Regions from separate parts of the Mus musculus genome. Here region 1 is linked to region 2. A link is a contact called in public HiCAR-type data. All regions are on one chromosome and are shown on one strand. Each heading gives the region's core, a stretch centred on a gene start, on an enhancer-like site or on the middle of the called end of the contact. The rest is flanking DNA. Distances are from core to core; before and after follow the strand shown.

Region 1 (5,327 bases), core at 934-3,433, 1.2 Mb before region 2:
TTTTATTTAAAAAAATTAACCCCTAACAAAATGCTTTGCAACAAAAAGTAAGATTTTAAAAAGACTTTGAGTTGGGTGTCAAAGGTAACAATAATTAATCCAACCATAGCACACAACCAAATCAGAACTTTCAGACATTATCTGGTTTGCACAATCTCCCTTGGGAAGACAAGCCCAAGTCCCTGTTGACCTGGTACCTTCTCGCCCTATTGGCCCCGACCTTTCAGCGCCTGAACATGACTCTCCGTGCTTTCTCCGTGGGTTTTATGCAGCCCACTTTAGACAAAAAGAGAATCCTCCCAACGGCAAGGGATTAGAACCATTTTATTTAGAGAATACATCTGTCTTTTCCATAAAAATAAAATGTGCTGGTCATCTGCTAAATTCATGTTGCCTTCTCAGGCCTGGGATTCCAAAGGGTTTCTATCTGTCAGCACACTGACAAGGCCAGTCACTCCCACACCAGGCTGGGAGAGCCTTTTGGTTCTACCTAGGTTCTTACCACCAGGCATTGTCAGGTGCCAGCAAGGGAAGCAGTAAAGTTAGGAGAAACGACCCAGTCAGCCGCTCCTGTGCTTCTCTCAGGGAACTTAGTTTTGAGGGGCTTTCTTTGCTGAGCCCTTCCGGAGGAATCTGCTACCACAGGACATCAGTTTCTAAGCACATTTTCTAGTCTGTGACGTCTGAGTCTTCCAACCACCACTCCATGGAGTCGCCACGCTAGAGTATAAACATGTATAATAATGAAAAGTTGTCCCTGAACTAATTCAGTAAGACTAAGCCTTAACAAACTTCATTCCATAAGCCATCATAGCTTGCTGTGGCTATAATGTCACCCAAGTGCCCTATGCAAGCTTGCCAAATTGCCTGTTAGTTCCAAACAAACTGCTTTCCGTTTAGCCTCATCCACCGCTGACCACACCTATGTCTGAAAAAAACCTCTCCTCTTCAGGACACGGGACACTACTTTCTGGGGTGTTTGCTAAGGTAGAGATGCCCCCCTCCTCTTCTGTCCTTGAAATACAAATGATCCCACCCCCAAGTGAAATTCTGGAAAAGAACCAGACACCCAGAGAGAGGCAAGCCCTCCCCAGATGACTATGTAGTGAAGGGACCATGAGACCAGGTTCAAGTCTGTGGGATGCTAGTTGAACCCATTAGGACAACTTCAAGATTACGTCATTTAAAAGGGAGTTGCTGTCCCTTCCTACATGAGAGTACGCGAATAGAATGGTACCAAGCCAGTTTCGCACATGTGGATGAGGAGAGCAAAAGTCACCCAAGATCGTGTAAGAAAACATCACTAAATGCAGCTGCAAATGTAAACTTTTGGTGCAGCTAAAGGAAAGGTCTGAAATGGAACAGCTCCCCACGCTCCAGCTTCCCTGGAAGCTCCTGCTTTGGGTAAGTCAGTGAGTTTTCTCCAAATTCCCTGCCGGTTCATCTTGGCCTCCGGGTAACCCAAGCCTCGGCGGTTTCAACTCCCCTTCCACGCCCACACCACACAGAGCTGAATCCTAAGTGGCGGAAAGCTGCAAGATGACTGATGCGGGCCCAGGGAAGCAGGGGAACCAGGCCGACACCCTGAGTGCGGGTATAGGTCACTGTCAGCAGACAGGGCAACCGCACCCAGACTCCGTTCCAAATCCAGCTACGGGTTTAGGTCTTGCTAGACCCATTTTATATCTGCTAAGGTGAGCTCGCGCCTAGGGAAGATTAATGACCTTAAAAAACAAAAGCGCTCGCTCTCCGATTCATGCGCGCAGCGGCCACGAGGGAAGGGCTCACCTAGTCTCCCGAAGGGCAGTCGGTTCCTCTCCCCCAGCATCAGGTTGAACCTGGGGTTGTCTCGCCGTAGCCTCTTCCAGTAGCCGGTGGCCAGCAGCAGCCGGGAGACCTCGGCGTAGACGCTGCTATTCTCGTCGCGCACCACGAAGGTGTACATGGCGAAGGGCAGCGCGCCCCGCAGCCGCTACACGAGTCCAGGGCACGGCGGCCCCGCGTGCACACTGCCCCAGCCTCAGCCTCAGCCCCGCTGTCGGTCTAATTCCAGGGCCGCGCCTCCGGATTACCCTAGTGTCTGCCCTGGGCGCCCGCGCCACCGCCCGAGTGGCGAGCGCCACCCGGACGCCGCGCCCACCCCCAGCGCCCCGCCCACCGCCGGCGCCCCGCCCACGACCGTGATTCCGCGCGGCGCTAAGGGCAGGTCTGCGGGTTGCGGCGGCAGGAGCTCCCAAGCAGGGCCCACCAGGGCCGCCCCGCCACTCAGTGTGTGGCCGGTGACATGGGTCTCAAGTGTGGCTGCAGTAATAGCAAACTGCGGTGGAGAGACCAAGGGAAATAATTCCAGCTGCGCCATAGCCCGCCAATATCCCTTTCCGCCCTCTGTCTGGGTCTTCCACCAAGTTCAAAATCAGATTTGGTGGATGAAACAAAAGATCCAGGCATGGGTGTAGCTCAGTTGGTAGAGTGCTTGCTTAGCCAGCACTGAGCTCTGGGTTTGATCTGGGTGCGGTAAAATCGGACACATGTCAGGAGCCATAATGGGACAAGCTAATAACTAGCAGGTGATCATCCTGAAGTAGCCTGCCTTGGATTATTATATAATCTGCGACAGTGAGCCCTCATTAAGCAAGGCTATGAGGGACTCATTTTAGGAAAGATTCCTGCTGAGATAGAACAAAGGCTGTATTGCTTAATCCTCCCCTGATAGGCTACAGGTGTTAATCGCCTAAGCCAGCAAGCAAGCCCTCAGAAAGAGCAAGAAAGTTTTTAGGACTTTTTAGAAGTTATCATCAGCATTTCAGTATAATTAGAGAGCTAGAAAGCCCCAAGACCCTCAGACGTTAAAGCCATCACCAGAGTCCTTACTCTGTGACTCCACTGCTACCCCTGGCCCGGGCCAGGAGGCTCCCAATGTTCTAATTTGGCACCCGAACAGCGACATTGAATAAGGTAAGTGGACACAGATAGGACTCTTAACTGGGTCTTACAAATCCATTGGACAAGGAGTGTGCAGTTAAATTGTCTTCTGCCATCAGTAGAGGCGGATAGTTGGGGCCATCAGTTCCTGGTTGGGTACCATCAGTGCCCATGTTAAGCCAGGAGCCATCAGCTCTGGCTTTTATTGCCTGCTGCCATCAGCAGAGGCTGATACTAGGTGCCATCAGTGCCTAGCTGTTCTGTTGGAAGCTATCAGCACCCGTCTTAGGTCAGAAGACATCAGTTCTGGGTTGTGTGCATTTCATGGGTATCTCTCAAGATGGGACAAAGTGAATCTACAGATAGAGAGTTCTTTACAGATATTAATAAGTATACTCTTAAGAAAAGAGTCTTAGCTGGGCAATGGTGGAGCACGCCCTTAATCCCAGCACTTGGGAGGCAGAGGCAGGCGGATTTCTGAGTTCGAGGCCAGCCTGGTCTACAGAGTGAGTTCCAGGACAGCCAGAACTATATACAGAGAAACCCTGTCTCGAAAAACTAAACCAAACCAAAACAAAACAAAAAACCCGAAAGAAAGAAAGAAAGAAAGAAAGAAAGAAAAGTCTTTAAGGTTAAAACTAGCCATCTGACTGACTTTCTTCAGTTTGTACAGTCAGTCCCTGGCTCCCAGAAAGGGGAAGTTTAGATGTGGATACATGGAAGAAGTTAGGGTTAGATATTAAAAACTGGTTTATAGAGAATGGAGGAAAAGGTGTGCCCCTTACAGCATTTGCTCTTCGTTTGCTATTTGGAATACACTTGAGGAAACATTAGCAGATGACAGAAAGGCCTTAGGCGCCCAAGCAGCATCAGATTCACCTCATGAGCAGACTCCATTACTACAGTCTCACTCAGGATCTAAGAAAAATGTTTATTCCTCAACAGAAAAGTCTGAGAAAAGTAGTTCAGGAGAGAGTCGTGGTGAATCAGAAGAGAAAAAAACCAACCTCAGAGGAGGAGTCTGACTTCTGAAAAGAAAGTAACAAAATATCACAAACACAAGTGACCCTTAACAAATGTAAACATTGAAGCAGCTACTCTGCTGGTGGAAGAACAACTTCAAAAAGGCCACATTGAGTCTTCCACTAGCCCTTAGAACACTTCAATTTTTGTTATTAAGAAAGAAATCAGGCAAATGGCGACTATTACAGGACTCTAGAGAACTAAATGGCACCATGGAAAGCATGGGAGCCCTTCAACCTGGGTTGCTGTCTCCTTCTGCCATTCCCAAAATGATAATGTTATTGTTATTGATCTTCAAGATTGCTTTTTTACCATACTGCTGTGTCCTTGTGACCGTCAGAGTTTTGCCTTTAGTTTACCTTCACCCAACCTTTAAAGGCCATACCAGAGGTACCAGTGGAAATTCCTCCCCCAAGGTATGAAAAATAGTCCAACTCCTTGTCAGAAATTTGTGGATATTGCTATCCTGCAGGTCCGTAAAATCTATTCTGACATTTATCCTGTTCATCATATGGATGATATTCTACTTTCTCATAAAGATAGAGCTTAGGTACAAGAGACACTACGATTTTTAGCTGAGCGGTTAAACTTATATGGACTTCAAGTGGCTTCAGAAAGGGTTCAGATTCGACCCCCATTCTCATACCTGGGTCGTGTTATTCAGACAAAACTTGTTTCTCCTCAGCCCATTCAACTCAGGGTTGATCACCTAGAGGTAAAGGGAGATATGGTTACTCCTTATACTGCAGACCAACATAATATTTTGTCTTATGAATTTGAGCAATGGCAGATTGTACAATTAGGATATACTGGGACCTATTCTTATCACTTGCCTAATCACCCCTTGTTATATTTCATGAAAGGGCATCGAGTCATCTTTCCTCTCAGAACTAAATCAGCTCCCTTGCCTCCTCCAGCAGCAATGGTGTTTACTGATGGCTCGGCTTCAGGGCTGCTTTGATTTTTGATGGCAACAAAGAATCTTTCCCTACACAAGAAACTTCTGCACAGCAAGTAGAATTAGTAGCAGTAATTGCTGCCTTTAAAAGACTTAAAAATAAAACCTTTAACTTATGTACAGACTCCCACTATATTGTCAGATTATTTTCTTATATCGAGACAGCTCTACTGCCATCTAGCCACTCCACAATCTTAGCTCTACTTTCAAAACTGCAGGTGTTATTTCAATCTAGAGAGTGTCCTTTTTTTGTAGGACATGTTCGAGTTTATACAATGCTCCCTGGTCCTATTCATGAGGTTAACTGTATGGTTGACACTCAGACAAAGGTTGTTGCTCTCTCAATGGAGGCAGTAGAGAGGATAGTTCTTAGCTCTGAGGCAAAAGGTATTGTTTTGAAACAACTGGCCTTTGAGAGTGCTAC
Region 2 (5,185 bases), core at 316-2,815:
TGAGGTAACCCAACCGCAAAAGAAAACACATGGTATGCACTCACTGATAAGTGGATACAAGCCCTAAAATAACCAGGATTCAATTCACAGACCACATGAAGCTCAAGAAGGAAGACCAAAGAGTGGGTGCTTCGGTCCTTCTTGGAGAACAAAATACTCATAGGAGCAAATATGGAGATAAAGTGTAGAGCAGAGCCTAAAGGAAAGGCCACCCAGAGACTGTCCCACCTGGGAATTTATCCCATATACAATTATCAAACCCAGATACTATTGTGGATGCCAAGAAGTGCATGCTGAAAGGAGCCTGATATGTCTGTCTCCTGAGAGGCCTTGCCAGAGCCTTACAAATAGAGGCAGATGTTAGCAGCCAAACATTGGAAGTGTATTCTTAATCTACTTTGCTTGCTACTATCTACGAGGAATGCAAGAACCTGGAACTCCCTCTAGTGGTGTTTACCAATTCTGCCAATATCATGGCCACAGACAATATTTTCGTGTGCAGCTATAAAGACATGTCAGGAATGTTCCTCTAGTTAGATGATTCTAGGAAATCAAATGGGAAATCACTCATAATTCTTTTCTCTAGGTTAGAAAATGTCTATCTGTCCAGAAGCTGCAATATCTTTTTTATCAACTTGAAGGAGCTGAAAAACTCCCAGGACCTTTAGAAACAGGAAGGTAGTAATCGCATGAGTCTTTTATGTTCTACTTGCTTTGGTCAAGTGACCCTAGAGAGGCAAAGTGGGAAGTTATTAAAACTCAAGAAGCAGGGAAGACTAGATTATTTCTCAACTCACTCTCAGGGCACATGAACATGTTAAATATTTATTCTTGGACTTCCGGACTCTTTAAAATTACTATGAATATTTTACAAATACGTGTGGGTGTGCCTTTATGTGAACCAAGTGTGGCAGAGGCCAAAGGCATGGGATCCCATAAAACTCTGGATGGACACACACACACACACACACACACACACACACACACACATATACATGGCTATTTGTCTTCATTCGTGAACCAGACATAATGATTGTGGTTTCCTCATTTGTTATATGAGTATGTGCCACGGCATGCATGTGGAGATCAGAGGACAACTTGAGGAAGTTGGTTTTCTTTCCTTCCACCTTGTGGATGCTTTTATTCACCGAGCCAGCTCACCAGCTATGCCATTTCTGTTAAGCAAAGAGGACAAAAATTCGTGAGTGACTCTCAAGACCCAAGAGGACTCAAAGGGGTTTCAGTCACAGAATCGTCACGTTCGGCCTGGTAGTGTAATACTGTAAGCCAGTTGCCATTTATACCGTTTTTTAAAAAGTAATAATAATAACTCTATGCCAAAACATGGCTAGTGTCTCACTAGAATGGAAACAAACCTTAGCTCAGTCAGCACCTAGCATAGGACTCACTAAAAGGCAAATGAAAAGAACTGCGGGCTAGGGACGGAGGGGGCGGGGACGGAGGCGGGACTTTGTCTCCCAGCAACGGCCGCAGCGATTGGCCAGCTCTCCCGCAGCGGAGACCAATAGTCAGGCGCGCTGCCCACGTTCGACATCACAAGTGCGGCTGCGCGGGGAATTCGAATCGCCGGCGGCCTTCGAGACTCGGGGTTAGGGGCTGATGGGGAGTTTGGTCGGCGGCTGGTGGGGTATTTCGCCGCTGCGCGTTTTTTCTCGTCATGGACAACCTAGAAAATGTCTTTCGGTAAGTGTCGGTCAGGTGCGGTGAGGTGGGCCGGTCGGGACGGTTAGAGTCCGGGTCCCTCAGGCGCGCTTTCTCCTCAGCGCCGCTTCCTCAGCGGGTTCGCTGCACCAGGCCTCAGCCAAGGCGGTAGCCCCCGGGTCACTCGAGTAGACGTGCAAGCTGCAGCCGGCTACCGTTTTGTGCCGAGGATTTGGGCAGTCTGCGGAACCTTCTGAAGTCACGTATCTTCTCCATGGGGAACTTCCTCTAGACGCGAGGGACGCCCCGCCTTCAAAACCCAAACTTGTGTGGTGGTGGAGATTTTTGGAGAAAATTTCAAAGTCTGATAAAAATGCCACCCAACTAAGGAAAGAATTTATTATTTCTCGATTGCCTGATACGTAAGAAAAAAATTAAAGCTGAACTTTATGGGGGGGGGGGAATGCTTGCTATTAAGTCATTTGAGGCTTCCTGCAGGCACTGATTGGTTATTTGTTTTTGTTTTGGGGTCTGGGGGCGGGCGCTTAGGTGACTTACTCAGCCTGTGATGTTAAGCCATTTAAAACTGTTAAATCGGATGTTACAAGAAATACAATTTTATTTTCATCAGTTCTTTAGGTATTCTAAGAGTAAGATATCCAAAATCTGTTGGCGTTAAGCAATTTAATTTTTGATCAGATCGACTAAGGATTTCCCCTCCCCGTTCTAAAATAGAAGCTAGGTATTTTGATTTTTAAAGACTAATTTATTTTAATGATTTGATGTTTAAGCCATTTTCCCAGGAGGTGTGGTTGGTGTGGGGCTATTCAATGTTTGTTTATCTTGGACAAATATTTGTATTTCTTATTTTGCTAAATAAGAACTTCTAAACACAGAAGTAGTGCTGACATTTCAAACATGCTAAAAAGAATCCAAAATGAATCCAAAGTGAAAAAGTGAGAATCGTTGACTTAAAAATAAATTGCTAAAATCTCTACTAAATTATGAGAAAACCATTGCAGTTTCTCTGAATGATCATTTCAGTTTGCCAGTGAAATATATTTTGAGATATAGTTTTCTGGTCATCTACCAAAATACTACTTTTAAATTCTTTTTCTCCTAATCTTATCATTTCTCAGTTTAAAAACCTATGGTTGTTTCTCAACTTGATGCATACTGAGAATACAGTTAATTGCCATGTATCCTCTCTCCAAAGTTGTACACATACTATTCTCACCCTTACTTGCTGTAACTTCTGAACTCATTACTGTTTATGGTTCCAGCCCTGCTCCTTTTTGTGAAGGAACAAAGAAGACATTTAAAATGCAGATAGAGCTTGCCACCTCTTCTCTTCACACTTTATTTGACTCTTTCTGCTCAAGTTCTGTCAGCCTGTATGATTTCCCTAACATGCCTGTGGTAGCTAGCTAACAAGTCCTTAAGTATAACATATGCCCACTCTTACTCCTTTAGTTTGCCCCCCTTTTCTATTTAATAGTTAACGAAACATGGTACTATTTTTATGTTTGTGTTTGTTTATCCCACTAGCATCTGAGGTCATTGGGCCCTGATTTGTTTGCCTGACTTCTTAAGCTGTGGTTAGGTACTATGGAAGTAAGGGAAGCAAAGTCCTCTGGGAGCATTGTCATCATGGGCTCTTCCTTTGGGACAATGTTAGATTTGGACTCAAGCCAACAGTCTCTGGAAACTCCGAATTGAATTACTGGGGCTATCACACCAAAAGGAGAGGCATTCTTTGGATCTTAGTCTAACCCTCTAACTTAGCTGTGCTCTTGAGAAATAAGACAATGACGTTGGAGATCAACTAATCTAGATAGACTATGAAGCAAATACTGTTTCTGACTTTTTGAACACTTCTGAATGATTGCTCTTTTATGTGATATTTGGGTTGTTGAAGTCAAGATTTCCATTCTCTAGTACATAGATAACATAATGTAGAATCAAATATATCTTTGTCATCTAGGAATTATTCTTTCTTTCATGTGTGTACTTCTCTATTCTAGCATGTTTGAAGCCCATATGCAAAGCTACACGGGTAATGACCCACTTGGAGAATGGGAAAGGTTAGTGCATGTTTGTTTGTTTTCCTTTAAACAAAGGAACCATATTTTACCCTGTGGAAAACTAATATCCGTGGAAAACTAATATCCGTATTTTTTTCTAGCTTTATAAAGTGGGTAGAAGAGAATTTTCCTGACAATAAAGAATACTTGATGACATTATTAGAACATTTAATGAAGGAATTTTTACATAAGAAGAACTACCACAATGATTCAAGATTCATCAATTATTGCTTAAAATTTGTAAGTATAATTTCAGGTAGATAACTAAATATAATGTTTTACTTCTGGTCCTTTCCCCTTTTTTTTTTTTTTTTTTTTTTGCTGTTGTTGTTTTTGGTTTTGTTTTGGTTTTTTGGAAGGGGGTGGGGGTTGTAGCCCTGGCTATCCTGGAACTCACTGTGTAGACCAGGCTGGACTGGAACTCAAAGAGATCCACCTACCTCTACCTCCAAGTGTTGGGATTAAAGGGGTGCCCAACAATTGGCTGGCTTTTGGACTCCTCCCTTGTTAAGATCATTTTAGACTGCCTTTTTTAATATAAATTTCTTATTTTGACTCATGAATGTTTTAGAAGTTATATAGTCAGAAGTATATATTTTAGAGCATTGGCTTCTGAAATACTGAAGAATCAATGATTTAATTTTAAACCCATCTTTATTTCATATGTCTAAATGTTCTAACATGATAGGAACTAAAAGTTAAATGAATTGTTAGATAAGAAATGTGGTTGGGGACAGTTGTGGCTCACTTGGGAGAGAGAGGCAGGCAGACATAGTACTAAAAGAAGGAGGCAGCCTGGAGGTGGTGTCGTACTCCTTTAATCCCAGTACTTGGGAGGCAGAGGCAAGTGGATTTCTGAGTTCGAGGCCAGCCTGGTCTACAAAGTGAGTTCCAGGACAGCCAGGGCTACACAGAGAAACCCTGTCTCAAAAAAAAAAAAGAAGAAGAAGGAGGAGGAGGAGGTAGTCTCAGACTTTAAGAGGATAGGAGTCTGTGTTTATATTATGGATTCCAGTTTAGTGTTTCTATGGGATTCCTGAGTGTTCAAACAAGTAGGTCTCAGACTCTTGTGTCTTCTCTTTGGGCTCTTTTCCTTCTTTTGGTTTGTCTTATTCAATTTTGATGTGATCATTTTTGTTTTACCTTATTATATTTCATTTTGTTATATTTAAAAAAATGGATAAATGAACAAATGAAAACCTAGCTACTAGGGTAAAAGTTAACAACTGAACTGTCATTTATACCTACCAGGAGAGGGAAAATCTGTTTTCTCAGATGGAATGACACTGGGTTTATCAACCACTCCAGGGTAGGTCTCATGTTTGGGAATAGTTGACCAACAAATAATGTACTCCACGGTTTTTTGCATACGTTTATTTGGTTACAGTTTGGTTTTTATGTTCTACTTTTTTCTTTTTGGTATTGATGTATTTTGTTTT

Evidence for each region. HiCAR-type assays count read pairs that join an accessible place to other places.
Region 1: a HiCAR-type map of astrocytes shows a contact between it and region 2, with 3 times the contacts expected there. The contact joins the promoter of Vinac1 here to the promoter of Bub1 in region 2. A contact is called at or near these places in 1 of 484 Hi-C or Micro-C datasets (bone marrow-derived macrophages) and 1 of 115 datasets of contacts at active chromatin or transcription factors (astrocytes).

The regions. Positions count from the first base shown.
Region 1 is chr2:129,062,765-129,068,091 of GRCm38.p6, reverse strand. It overlaps Vinac1 (vinculin/alpha-catenin family member 1), which reads left to right and starts at 2,183. Exons shown (of 11, transcript NM_001370941.1): 1 at 2,183-2,955; 2 at 4,863-5,327. Ttl (tubulin tyrosine ligase) reads right to left here and starts at 2,145. Exons shown (of 7, transcript NM_027192.2): 1 at 1,789-2,145. The coding sequence starts at 1,945.
Region 2 is chr2:127,828,239-127,833,423 of GRCm38.p6, reverse strand. It overlaps Bub1 (BUB1, mitotic checkpoint serine/threonine kinase), which reads left to right and starts at 1,565. Exons shown (of 25, transcript NM_009772.2): 1 at 1,565-1,704; 2 at 3,687-3,746; 3 at 3,848-3,986. The coding sequence starts at 1,679.